Linked DNA regions of Mus musculus: region 1 is linked to region 2. A link is a contact called in public Hi-C data. All regions are on one chromosome and are shown on one strand. Each heading gives the region's core, a stretch centred on a gene start, on an enhancer-like site or on the middle of the called end of the contact. The rest is flanking DNA. Distances are from core to core; before and after follow the strand shown.

Region 1 (6,505 bases), core at 1,480-3,979, 33 kb after region 2:
TCCTGTGTCCTTAGCTCAGTTACACACTTCCTGTGTCCTTAGCTCAGTTACACACTCCTGTGTCCTTAGCTCAGTTACACACTTCCTGTGTCCTTAGCTCAGTTACACACTTCCTGTGTCCTTAGCTCAGTTACACACTCCTGTGTCCTTAGCTCAGTTACACACTCCTGTGTCCTTAGCTCAGTTACACACTTCCTGTGTCCTTAGCTCAGTTACACACTTCCTGTGTCCTTAGCTCAGTTACACACTCCTGTGTCCTTAGCTCAGTTACACACTCCTGTGTCCTTAGCTCAGTTACACACTCCTGTGTCCTTAGCTCAGTTACACACTTCCTGTGTCCTTAACACAGCCACACACTCCTGTGTCCTTAGCTCAGTTACACACTTCCTGTGTCCTTAGCTCAGTTACACACTTCCTGTGTCCTTAACACAGCCACACACTCCTGTGTCCTTAGCTCAGTTACACACTTCCTGTGTCCTTAGCTCAGTTACACACTCCTGTGTCCTTAGCTCAGTTACACACTCCTGTGTCCTTAGCTCAGTTACACACTTCCTGTGTCCTTAGCTCAGTTACACACTCCTGTGTCCTTAGCTCAGTTACACACTTCCTGTGTCCTTAGCTCAGTTACACACTTCCTGTGTCCTTAGCTCAGTTACACACTTCCTGTGTCCTTAGCTCAGTTACACACTTCCTGTGTCCTTAGCTCAGTTACACACTTCCTGTGTCCTTAGCTCAGTTACACACTTCCTGTGTCCTTAGCTCAGTTACACACTTCCTGTGTCCTTAGCTCAGTTACACACTTCCTGTGTCCTTAGCTCAGTTACACACTTCCTGTGTCCTTAGCTCAGTTACACACTTCCTGTGTCCTTAGCTCAGTTACACACTTCCTGTGTCCTTAGCTCAGTTACACACTTCCTGTGTTTTTAGCTCAGTTACACACTTCCTGTGTCCTTAGCTCAGTTACACACTCCTGTGTCCTTAGCTCAGTTACACACTCCTGTGTCCTTAGCTCAGTTACACACTCCTGTGTCCTTAGCTCAGTTACACACTTCCTGTGTCCTTAGCTCAGTTACACACTTCCTGTGTCCTTAGCTCAGTTACACACTCCTGTGTCCTTAGCTCAGTTACACACTCCTGTGTCCTTAGCTCAGTTACACACTTCCTGTGTCCTTAGCTCAGTTACACACTTCCTGTGTCCTTAGCTCAGTTACACACTTCCTGTGTCCTTAGCTCAGTTACACACTCCTGTGTCCTTAGCTCAGTTACACACTTCCTGTGTCCTTAGCTCAGTTACACACTTCCTGTGTCCTTAGCTCAGTTACACACTCCTGTGTCCTTAGCTCAGTTACACACTTCCTGTGTCCTTAGCTCAGTTACACACTTCCTGTGTCCTTAGCTCAGTTACACACTCCTGTGTCCTTAGCTCAGTTACACACTTCCTGTGTCCTTAGCTCAGTTACACACTTCCTGTGTCCTTAGCTCAGTTACACACTCCTGTGTCCTTAGCTCAGTTACACACTCCTGTGTCCTTAGCTCAGTTACACACTTCCTGTGTCCTTAGCTCAGTTACACACTTCCTGTGTCCTTAGCTCAGTTACACACTCCTGTGTCCTTAGCTCAGTTACACACTCCTGTGTCCTTAGCTCAGTTACACACTTCCTGTGTCCTTAGCTCAGTTACACACTTCCTGTGTCCTTAGCTCAGTTACACACTTCCTGTGTCCTTAGCTCAGTTACACACTCCTGTGTCCTTAGCTCAGTTACACACTTCCTGTGTCCTTAGCTCAGTTATACACTTCCTGTGTCCTTAGCTCAGTTACACACTCCTGTGTCCTTAGCTCAGTTACACACTTCCTGTGTCCTTAGCTCAGTTACACACTTCCTGCATCAGATTATTCCTTTGTCAGTGTCTTTCCTGGGAGTCTCCTCTGTCAAGCTGGGTAGAGTAAGATGACGGACGATTAAATCAGAATGCTCAGGGAATTGAATTCACTGTCCCGGGGCCCTCAGAGCTGACAATGATCCCCAAGGCCGTGAACGTAGAAATGAATGTAGAAGACATTAAAAGCTCTTAGAATTTGGAGATTTATTGAGTACATTAACGGATTTAAAGTCAGAGCTATGTCCTTCGTGCTCACAAAGGTAATCTCACCACTGGTAGAAATTTGTTCGTTTGGGGCTGGGGAGATGGCTTGGTGCTGAAGAGCATGTGCTGCTCTGCAAAGGACTGAGTTGGATTCCAGTACCCACAGTGTGTGGCTCCCAATCTCCTGAAACTTCAGTTCCAGGGAATCAACTGCCTTCTTCCGGTCTCAGGTACCTGCACACATGTGCACAAGTTCCTCCACAGATGTACACACAAACACGCGCACATAATTAAAAATAAAATAAAAATCTTCTTTTAAAACATAATAAATTCACTCACATAGATGCCTGGTGGTGCATGGGCCAATGAAAAAAGAGATACCTTAGCAGGTGGCCTTGCTAGATGGAACTGGATCATCCCAGATGAGTGACACAATTGGATGCTCAGTGCTTATCTCCTGGGACCAGAGATGATCTTCCTGTAGAACTGGCCTTTATGTCCCTTCCTGGCTCCCCCTCCGTATATCAAAGGAGATAAGTGTATTTTCTTCCAATTGAATTTCCTTGGTCTCCCGCCGAGCTCTGTGTCAGAAGGAAGCATGAGATCATAGAATCACCAGCCTTTGAATCTGCCTTTTTTCCCCTTTGTCCTGCAGGAGTTTGTTAGCTGAGACAGTCATGGGAGGGCCATCCATCAGTGTCCTTGAGGCAGAGAATTTGGGCTGTCTCCTCCTGGTCCTGGGTTAAATGATTCCAGCTGGGAAGGGGAGGGGGGGCTCTTGAGAAAATAGTTGTAGAGTCTGGGATGCAGCTCAATGGTACAATGTAGGCTTAGCCTGGGGAGGGCTACATTTAATCCCTAATGACCCCAAACAAAAACAACTTTTATAGTACTTCAGAAAAACATAAATGACATCTCCATTTTACAGATGGCAGGTGGCAATGGCAGATGAGAGGCTCAGGGAAAACAAGTTTGGGCTTTCTTCAGTTTCATGTTTGTTTGTTTGTTTGTTTGTTTGAGACAGGGTTTCTCTGTGTAGCCCTTGATGGTCTGGAACTCACTCTGTAGACCAGGCTGGCCTTGAACTCAGAGATCTGCTTGCCTCTGCCTCTCAAGTGCTGGGACTAAAGACATATGCCACTGCACTTGGCTCAGATTCATTTTATTTTTAATAGTGTGTGAGCACATGCAAGGCTTAGCACATAAGTGTAAAACCCACCAAGGCCAAAAGAAGGCACTGAGTCCCCTGGAGCTGGAGTTACGGGCTGTTGTGAGCTGCCTAACCTGGGTGAACTAAAAGCAGGTCTTCTGCAAGAGCAGTCTGAGTCCTTAACTACTGAGCCATCTCCTCTGCCCTCTACCATAAATTTAAAGGGATAAAATAGTCACCTCTTAATGCAGTATCTGATGCATTATAACCAGTAAAGTGCATGCTAGAAGCATTAGACATAGACCTGCACACTTGATGTAATTTAATCTCAAAATACTCTTGAAGGACAAAGTTGTTATTCCAATTTAATAGATTAGGACACGGAAGCTCAGGATCAAGTGACTGGCCTAACGAGCCAGAGAAAGCAAGGCCCTGGCAGGATTCAAACCCCAAGAACTCTAAATCTGGGTCTTCAATTAAAAAATCATTTATTTTTATGTGTCTAGGTTTTTGTCTGCATCATGCATGTCCACACCAGGGCTTTGTATCTGGAGTAACAGATGGTTGTGAGCCGCAGTATCTGACTGAGAACTGAACCCAGGTCTCCAGGAAGAGCAGCAAGTGCCCTTGACCACTGAGCCACCCAGCTCCAATTTGGGTCTTCCTATTGTGTCTTTGCTTGGGACTCCAGCAGGTCAATGTCAACCAATGGAGTTGGCATCCTACATTTGAAGTATAATCATTCATTTGGTAAAGATTTCTCTACAAAGAGAAAGCTGCTCTCCTCTCAGTGCCCATGCAGACTGCAGTCCTCTGTTTGGAGATAAAAGGGGTTGGAAAGAAAAACTCATTCTTTAGCAGCTGCCACTTGACTGCCTGTCAAAGAACTAATATAAACTGCAGTAGTCACAGCCAAAGAGCTAGTTGAAGGACTCAGTTCCAATTTGTAAACAGAGCTTTGTGTTGGCGTGGTCGTCGTGTTGGGGGAGCTAGTCTCAGAGGGATAACCAGAGTCGGAGAAAGCACACACAGTTAAAAATAATCGGGGCTGGAAAGATGGCTCAGTGGATTGAGTCCTGTTCTTCCAGAGGACCTAAGTTTTATTCCCAGCACCCACATTAGGCAGCTTAAAACCACTTATAGCCTAGAACCAGGGGATCTGGTGTCTTTGTCTGACCTCCATGCTCATCCCCATACATGTGACATACATACATACACACACACACACATATGAATACTACTAGTAATAATTTATTCTATAGTGAAGTTCTTTCTCTATTCTTGATAAAGTGTAGGGAAAGTCACATCATGTACCTAGTGCAACCTTTGGGAAAGTCTCATAACTTAGTGAATCAAGCTCTACTAGCTATTAAAACATTCCATTGGTTTTATAGCTAAAAAGCCAACCTATTTAAAGCTATCACTTTTCTTCCCGAAGAGAGAGGAGAGGCCTGGCAGAGGGCTGGCAGCAAGAGAGCTCTTGCCCAGACTGGTACTCAGTGTGGACTGGCAGCTCTTTGCAGTAGATTCAGTGTCTTGGGGCGTTTTGCTAGACCTGTCAGAGTGTGCTCCCCCTCCCGTTGCTATAGAGCTCACCTTGCAGGTATCTTAATGTATGTGAATCTCTGTAGCTGGTCTCATGTGCCTTCCTCACCTCTGAGCATCCCATAGCCCACCAGCTTCTTACGCTGAGAGCCACTTGCCCCTTGAGATGACCTTCTTAACCTCTAATCCAAGAAACAGCACCACACAGATGGTTCCACCAGAGAGTACAATCTATGTGCTCTACAGCCACTGTCCCTCTCTCTACCCCTGGGTCCACGAGCCAGCCGTCTCCCTGACCTTTGGGTTTCTCAGATGTGTCCACTCCCAGTCCATCACAGTCCTTAAGGTCCACACTCCCTTGAACTCTCTACACAGCCCCCCAGATGCAGTGTCCTCTCTCCACCTTTCAAAATCCCAAATCTAGAACATAGGCCTCACCCTGGAAGATGGAGCTGTCTTGGTGCCTGGGTGAAGTTTCCCTGTCAGGCTAGGGCACTGCCATTACTTGAACTGTTCCTGTTTAATCCCAGCAGCTCTTATTGTCCTGTCCAAGGTCAGGATACCTGACTCCCTCAGCTCAGGTGGCCTCCACTGTAGCTAACTGTGATGACAACAGTGCCTGCCCACATGGCCTTTGTGAGAGTGAAGGAAGACAGTGTGCAAGGCTGTTACCCAGTTTCTGTCTCTTAGTAGGCTGCAGGCTGGTCACCTCCACTTCTGTCACTTATCCCAGTGTGACAAAGCAAACAAGACACCTATGGGGAAGACCCTGCTTTCATATCTAATGTCAACCTCCGGTCTCCTACCACAATTCAAGAAAATACACACACACACACACACACACACACACACACACACACACAGAGGCATGCATACCACACACACATTTAAAGCTAGCTTGGTCAATTGTCTCAAATAAACACAAACTTAAAGGCCTGGTGACACAGCTCAGTGGTAGAATGCTTACCTCGAATGCAAGTCCCTAGGTTCTGTCCTCAGCACTGAAAAACAAACAAACAAACAAAAAGAGCAAAAACAACAACCATATAAAGAAGGCCACAGAGCCAGCCCTGGGCTCAAGGTAACAGCCATTTGAGAGCAGCTCTCACAACCACCATCCAGGTTCCTCTCTACCTCTAATTGGTTTATCTTTCTATTGTCTCTGGTAGCTGCCTAATTAAGGGTTGCTCTTGTGAGAGCCAGCTGCGGCTGGTTTGCCGGACATCTTTCCCAGAATCCCTGGGGCTCCTCTAATGGCGCAGTTTCCGCAGGGAGGCCGAGTCTGGGCTCCTGGCCCTGTGCTGAGTGATGAGTGGAAGATTGCTTGTGAATCTCTCTGTGATGCTTCACGTTTCCCCTTCTGCTTCCTCTTTGGTTTTTACTCAATCTGACTTTACTCTAAAAAGAGAAGAGTGGAACAGTAAGATAGAAGACCTGAGACTGGGCAGTGGTGGCCTGTTCCTTAATCCCAGCACTCAGAAGGCAGAGGCAGAGGCAGAGAGAGAGGCAGAGAGAGAGAGAGAGAGAGAGAGAGAGAGAGAGAGAGAGAGAGAGAGAGAGAGGCAGAGAGAGAGGCAGAGAGGCAGAGAGAGAGGCAGAGAGGCAGAGAGAGAGGCAGAGAGAGAGGCAGAGTGGCAGAGAGGCAGAGTGGCAGAGAGGCAGAGTGGCAGAGAGGCAGAGTGGCAGAGAGAGAGGCAGAGAGGCAGAGGCAGGACATCTCTGTGA
Region 2 (6,097 bases), core at 390-2,889:
TCTTTTCCTTGTGAAGTAGCAGATTTCCAAGTAGCAGGCTTCTCAGTGGCTTATCTGGGAGGCTCTGCCTGTGAGACTTTTGGATAAGCTTTTGAATATTAACAGGTTCTGCTGAAGAAGCCATTTCTATATGCCAGGAGCTGCAGCTAATATTTCTTGTGAATTGTGTCACTTCAGTCTTCAGAAAAACTTTGTAAGTTCAGAATAGATACCCTTGCTCAGAGACAAAGTTAAGGGTCAGAGGTTGCCACAATTTGTCTATGCCTTAGAGCCAAAAGTGCAGAAGCCAGGATCCAAATCCCTGAGTATGGACTCCAGGCTTCTGCTCTGGGTGCTTAACTTTCCTCATGAAACCACCCCGAGGCATTTATTAGCTCTACTACCCCTCCCCCCCCACCCCCCCACCCCCCGCCCCGACCCAGGGGACTGCAGCCCAGAGACAACCCAAGTCACAAAGAGAGTATCAGAGCCAAAGCAGGTCCATTAGATTCCAAAATCTGTTCAACCCCAAAGTAGAAAAGAAGGCAGAAACACAACCGAGAATCCCCTCAAAGAGGTCTCCCTTTTCCTAGGGAACTGTCTCTCATCCAGCCGCTTACCTCCTCCCTTGGGTCTCTTTCCAGAATCTTCCTTTTTCTCCCTTTCCCCCAGTGCAGCATCTGGGCTGGAGAAGAACCAATTTTATCCTGGGAGAGTAGACTCACTGCTTCCCAGTTGCTTAAAGAAGGAACAGCCAGAGTATGGCTAGGCCGGCCTCTCCCAGGCCGGCCTCTCCCAATCTCATACAACTGGGGAAGCCCTGTACACATAGGCTTAGGTCAAGAACCAGCAACACGGAGCATAAGTACAGCCTGATAGCTGACCAATTAACTGCAGCTCTCCCTTTTAAAGTATCTATTCAGGGGCTGAGTGGTTAAAAACTTGTATTGGTGTTCCAGAGGACCCAAGTCCGGGTCCCAGCATTCACATGGGGGTGGGGTGGGAGCTCATAGTCGCCTGCACAGCACCAGGGAAATCTACTTCTGACCCTCTGGCCTCAGCAGGCACCAGAGCCCATGTGCATATACCCACACACAGACAAAAGCACATAATTAAAAGGTGGCGCACGCCTTTAATCCCAGCACTTGGGAGGCAAAGGCAGGCGGCTTTTCTGAGTTCAAGGCCAGCCTGGTCTACAGACTGAGTTCCAGGACAGCCAAGACTACAGAGAGAAACCCTGTCTCGAAAAAACAAAAGCCAAAAACCAAAAAAAAAAAAAAAAAAGTAAAAAAGATTTTTAAAAGAAGCCAAAGCATCTAGTCTGAAACAGACATTTCATGGAGGCGGGGCGGTCTTACACTTAAAAAATTAGTATTCATTGGTTGGGGCGATTTTACGAAAGAGAGGAGACTCGGTTCTAGGACATGAAGCTGGCAACTCAAGGACAGCAAGTCCTCAGGAGCTTGGGACTTGAACCTATCAAGGACCCAGTTCTGCTGTTGCCTGGGAACAGAGAAGGGAGGAGCTGCCAGAGAGAAGGGAGGAGGGGACAGGGAGAGGGCAACCTCTCAGCTGCGCGCCCTGACGACAGCAGGTGATTTTTTTTTTTTTTTCTGCAGCGCGCATACTCTCAGCATCTTTTCTTGATCACCCCACCTCCCTTGCTGAGCCGCAAAAAAGGGTGGGGCCGCCTCTCTGCAGCAGAAGACGACAGCGGCAGCGGCTGCGGCATCACCGGGGGTATAGATAGAGGCCGTTTTGCTCTCTGCTCTGTCTGGGTTGGAGGTGACCGCTGCCAAGCCTCGCTAGGCGGCCGGCTGAACCAGACGGAAAGGAGATAAAAGCCTGCTTGCGGATCCTTCCCTGCGCCATGGCTTAAGCCCACAGCCTCTTTGCCAAGCATCTCCTTGCTCTGCCGGGGTCTGCTAGACACCGCAGTCGCAGAGAGGGCGCGCCCAGACGCCCTAGGCCTGGACTCTGGGACGCTGAGCCTCGCTCCTATTCTTCACTGCCCACAGCAGCTCCTCTGCAGCAGGCGTTTGCAGCCGGCAATCGAGGGACTTTACGGACTTTATCTCAGCGGTACCTTGTCCCCGGGTGCTCTTTGAGGGTGGAGGACGAGGCAAAGGGCTTCTAAGGGAAGGAAGCGGTGGGAACCACATTGGCGGGTCTGGGTTGGGGTTAAAGGGAGATTGGAGATTTGATTTAGGACCACAAAAAGGCTTTGTGGCTAACATGGCGTGGCCGTGCATCACAAGGGCCTGCTGCATCGCCCGCTTCTGGAACCAGCTGGACAAGGCGGACATTGCGGTGCCGCTGGTTTTCACCAAGTACTCGGAGGCCACCGAACACCCAGGCGCCCCTCCGCAGCCGCCAGCTCCGCTGCAGCCCGCGTTAGCGCCCCCCTCGCGTGCTGTCGCCATAGAGACGCAGCCAGCCCAGGGAGAGTCGGATGCAGTTGCCCGGGCAACAGGGCCTGCGCCCGGGCCCAGCGTCGACCGCGAGACTGTAGCCGCCCCCGGCCGGAGCGGGCTGGGCTTGGGCGCGGCCTCAGCCTCCACTTCCGGCTCAGGCCCCGCGGACTCGGTGATGCGACAGGACTACCGCGCCTGGAAAGTGCAGCGGCCCGAGCCAAGCTGCCGGCCGCGCAGCGAGTACCAGCCGTCCGACGCGCCCTTCGAGCGCGAGACCCAGTACCAGAAGGACTTCCGCGCCTGGCCGCTGCCCCGGCGCGGGGACCATCCCTGGATCCCCAAGCCGGTGCAAATCCCTGCGACTTCGCAGCCTTCCCAACCTGTTCTCGGGGTGCCCAAGCGTCGGCCTCAGAGCCAAGAGCGCGGGCCCATGCAACTTTCTGCTGATGCCCGGGACCCGGAGGGTGCTGGAGGAGCCGGGGTGCTGGCGGCAGGAAAGGCGTCCGGTGTAGACCAGCGCGACACACGTAGGAAGGCAGGGCCAGCATGGATGGTGACTCGCAACGAAGGGCACGAAGAGAAGCCTCTGCCCCCAGCCCAATCCCAGACCCAGGAGGGTGGTCCTGCAGCTGGAAAGGCGTCCGGTGCAGATCAGCGTGACACACGCAGGAAGGCAGGGCCAGCATGGATGGTGACTCGCAGCGAAGGGCACGAAGAGAAGCCTCTGCCCCCAGCCCAATCCCAGACCCAGGAGGGTGGTCCTGCAGCTGGAAAGGCGTCCGGTGCAGATCAGCGTGACACACGCAGGAAGGCTGGACCCGCGTGGATGGTGACTCGCACGGAAGGGCACGAGGAGACGCCGCTGCCACCCGCCCAGTCTCAGACCCAGGAGGGCGGCCCCGCAGCTGGAAAGGCATCTGGTGCAGACGAGCGCGACACGAGGAGGAAGGCGGGGCCGGCCTGGATGGTGCGTCGCTCGGAGGGGCACGAACAGACACCCGCTGCCCATGCCCAAGGCACAGGGCCTGAAGGAGGCAAGGGGCGCGCGGTGGCAGATGCCCTCAACAGGCAAATCCGGGAGGAGGTGGCGAGTACAGTAAGCAGCTCTTACAGGTGAGACTGGGGCAGCAGGTGATGCTGGTCACCCTCATCCCCTCGCGAGGACCACCCATTCTACCCCCACACCGAAAGCTTCGCATTCAGCTTCTTCTCCAGGGCCAGACCACACCCTCTTCAGCCACATTCCAGAACCCTTTCAACCCAGACTTTACTGCCCCACCCTGTCGGAAAGCCCTTAACAGTTTCCACACTGGTTTTCCCAGCTTGTTTTTTGTGCCACCCCTAAGCCACATTTTCCTCTTGGCTGCCTAGCTCAGCTCCCTATCTGCCCCACAGAGACCCTGTCAGTTTCCCCCTGTCTCATCAGTTCGCCTGCTGTCCCAGCCTGGCTCCCGTCCCCTAGTCGCCTCCACTCATTCACTTCTCACTTACTTCCCCGTGAGACCCTTTCTCCTCCCCAGTCTCTTACATTGTCCTGGTCTCTTCCTATTCGATTCCTCCCCCAGTTCCTGGCTGACACTCAAGCGCCACACCCTTTTCCAGATTTCTCTACATGCTCCTTAATAACTGGCTCTAGTACTTTGAAGTCATTCCCCTCCTGCCTCTTCAGTAGCTTTGACACATTGGGCGAGCTTTTTAACCTTCCTGGGCCTTCACATTCTTATCTGTAACTGGGATCAATAATAGTCAACTTAGAACTATCCACACAGGACTGATTTAAGCTGAGATATTCTGTACAGTTTTGAGGATAGACTAAATGCCAAACATGGCTCTAGCTGATGGAAAGATGGAAAGAGATGACTCGGGATGACTGGCCATGCCTGAGATGTAGTGAGAGGTCTTGTTTCCATTTATACTCTCCTATGTGATGCCCCCTTATTCTTGATTCTGCTTCCTGGATGTCCCTAGCCCTCTTCCCTGTTGAGGCAGCTCCTTTCTTCCTTTGTGTTCAGATGTTTCTATTTTTTCTTTTAATTAATTAGTTAATTAATTAATTTACTTATTCCCTTTACATCCTGCTCACTGCCCCCTACAGTCCTTCTCCCCATGCCCCACTTCTTCTCTAAGTGGGTGGGGTCTCCCCCTGAGTATCTCCCTACCCTGGTACATCAAGTTTCTGCAGGGCTAGTCTAATCCTCTCCCACTCAGGCCAAACAAGTCAACCCAGCTAGAAGAACATATTCCACGAACAGCCAACAGCTTTTTGGGGTAGCCCCCATTCCAGTTGTTTGGGACCCACATGAAGACCAAGCTGCACATCTGCTGTATATGTGCAGAGAGGTCTAGGTCCAGCCCATGTATGCTCTTTGGTTTGTGGTTCAGTCTCTGAGAACCCCTAAGGGTCCAGGTTAGTTGACTCTGTTGATCTTCCTGTGGAGTTCCTATCTCCTTAGGGGCCTACAATCCTTCTCCCTATACTTCCACAAGACTCCCCAAGCTCCATCCACTGTTTGGCCATGGGTGTCTGTATCTGTCTGAGTCAGCTGCTGGGTGGAGCTTCTCAAAGGTCAGACATTAATGTGTCCCTTATCCTCTGGCACATTCACGTTCCTTGAAAATGAACGCTTTCAAACTTAGAAACATCCCCCATCTTCCTCCACGCACACCCTGTTTATACAATTCTCCCTGTGCTGCATGCAGCCTTGGCCTGCTTTCTCACCTCACATCCATCCAGTGCACATCTCTGAATGTTTAGCTTTTGGGCCTTCCTTTATGTTTCTACCAACATCAGCTAGCTGATAGATCCTAGTTGACTTGAACATGTAGCAGCACCGGGCTTGGGTACTGAGGAAGCAGATGTGTGTGATAATGATGGAGCTGGCCTTGTGCAGCTGTGACTTCTGAGGTCTTCATTCAGCTCCACAGTCAGTTAGGTGCCCTTTTCCTAAGTGTGGAAGGAAGGGCTACAGAGTTAGTGTCTTCTGCTAACCCTGTGTGTGGGCGCTTCAGTAGGCTCTGCAGGCACTCCTCTCATGCAGCCAGAAGACTGGCATAAATAGAGACTCTATTGTTAAGGCAAAAGTCAGAGCCCTGCCTCAGAATTCCATGGCTTCCTGCATTCTGGTTCCCACTAGGTACCTCTCTCTGGGTTAACTGATATCACAACCAGACTGACCTTCCAGCATTAGTATATTACTTCCTTTCCAAGGTCTGGGTCAAACAAGGACGAAGCTCCTTTTCCTTGGACAGCCACAGGGAAGTGGGGTTCTCATAATAATGTTTATACTAGCACTGGAGGATCAAAAGAGAGACAGAAACAAACACCCACAAGCCAAGATGAATGTGAGTTTCTGATTCTGCCCTGGTACTTGTGTTCACAAATCCTAGTTCATTTATCTGAAAGGTTGGTCTGTGGGTACCCTGGCATTGGATTCCTGCTTCCCCTTTCATCTTCCACTCTGCCACGCCCTGGTGGGTGGAACCTTACGGGTGGAATCTGGCGAGTGGATCCACCCAGCAGGATCTGCCCCTTCTCACCTTCATAGAGATCAAGCCAGTTGGATTCAGAGAGCCAAGGCTCCCACACCGCCTTGGGTGATCCTGCTCAGTTTATGTTTCTGAGCTGGCTGGAGTTGTTCTATTTGTGGAAGCTGGGTCAGACAGCTCGAGAATGAGCCCGCCCCTCAGATGCGACGACTCACTTC

Evidence for each region. A called contact is a pair of places that touch in the nucleus more often than the background predicts.
Region 1: a contact with region 2 is called in a Hi-C map of the N1E-115 cell line, with 3 times the contacts expected there. The contact joins the enhancer-like site here to the promoter of Map6 in region 2. A contact is called at or near these places in 3 of 39 promoter capture datasets (3T3-L1-derived adipocytes, the SN4741 cell line and maxillary cranial neural crest), 3 of 15 datasets of contacts at CTCF or cohesin (CD8 T cells, the NIH/3T3 cell line and large pre-B cells), 23 of 484 Hi-C or Micro-C datasets (the 3T3-L1 cell line, 3T3-L1-derived adipocytes, the C2C12 cell line and 17 more), 18 of 115 datasets of contacts at active chromatin or transcription factors (the 230-238 cell line, Th17 cells, bone marrow-derived macrophages and 14 more) and 2 of 9 other capture datasets (adipose tissue and pancreatic islet).

The regions. Positions count from the first base shown.
Region 1 is chr7:99,298,207-99,304,711 of GRCm38.p6, forward strand. The region is part of intron 1 of Map6 (microtubule-associated protein 6); the gene reads left to right. It overlaps Gm40449 (a long non-coding RNA gene), which reads right to left. Exons shown (of 3, transcript XR_869820.3): 2 at 5,748-6,178; 3 at 2,068-2,666. Among named protein-coding and RNA genes, the nearest start is that of Gm40449, 3.8 kb to the right of the region's middle. Within about 2 kb of position 2,730, at least 7 of the 459 cell types and tissues checked have an H3K27ac peak or open chromatin away from gene starts, as enhancers often do. A contact at or near this core is called in the N1E-115 cell line, where this site is marked.
Region 2 is chr7:99,265,808-99,271,904 of GRCm38.p6, forward strand. It overlaps Map6 (microtubule-associated protein 6), which reads left to right and starts at 1,640. Exons shown (of 3, transcript NM_001048167.1): 1 at 1,640-3,506. The coding sequence starts at 2,215. Gm26705 (predicted gene, 26705) reads right to left here and starts at 1,411. Exons shown (of 4, transcript NR_103487.1): 1 at 1,338-1,411; 2 at 600-664.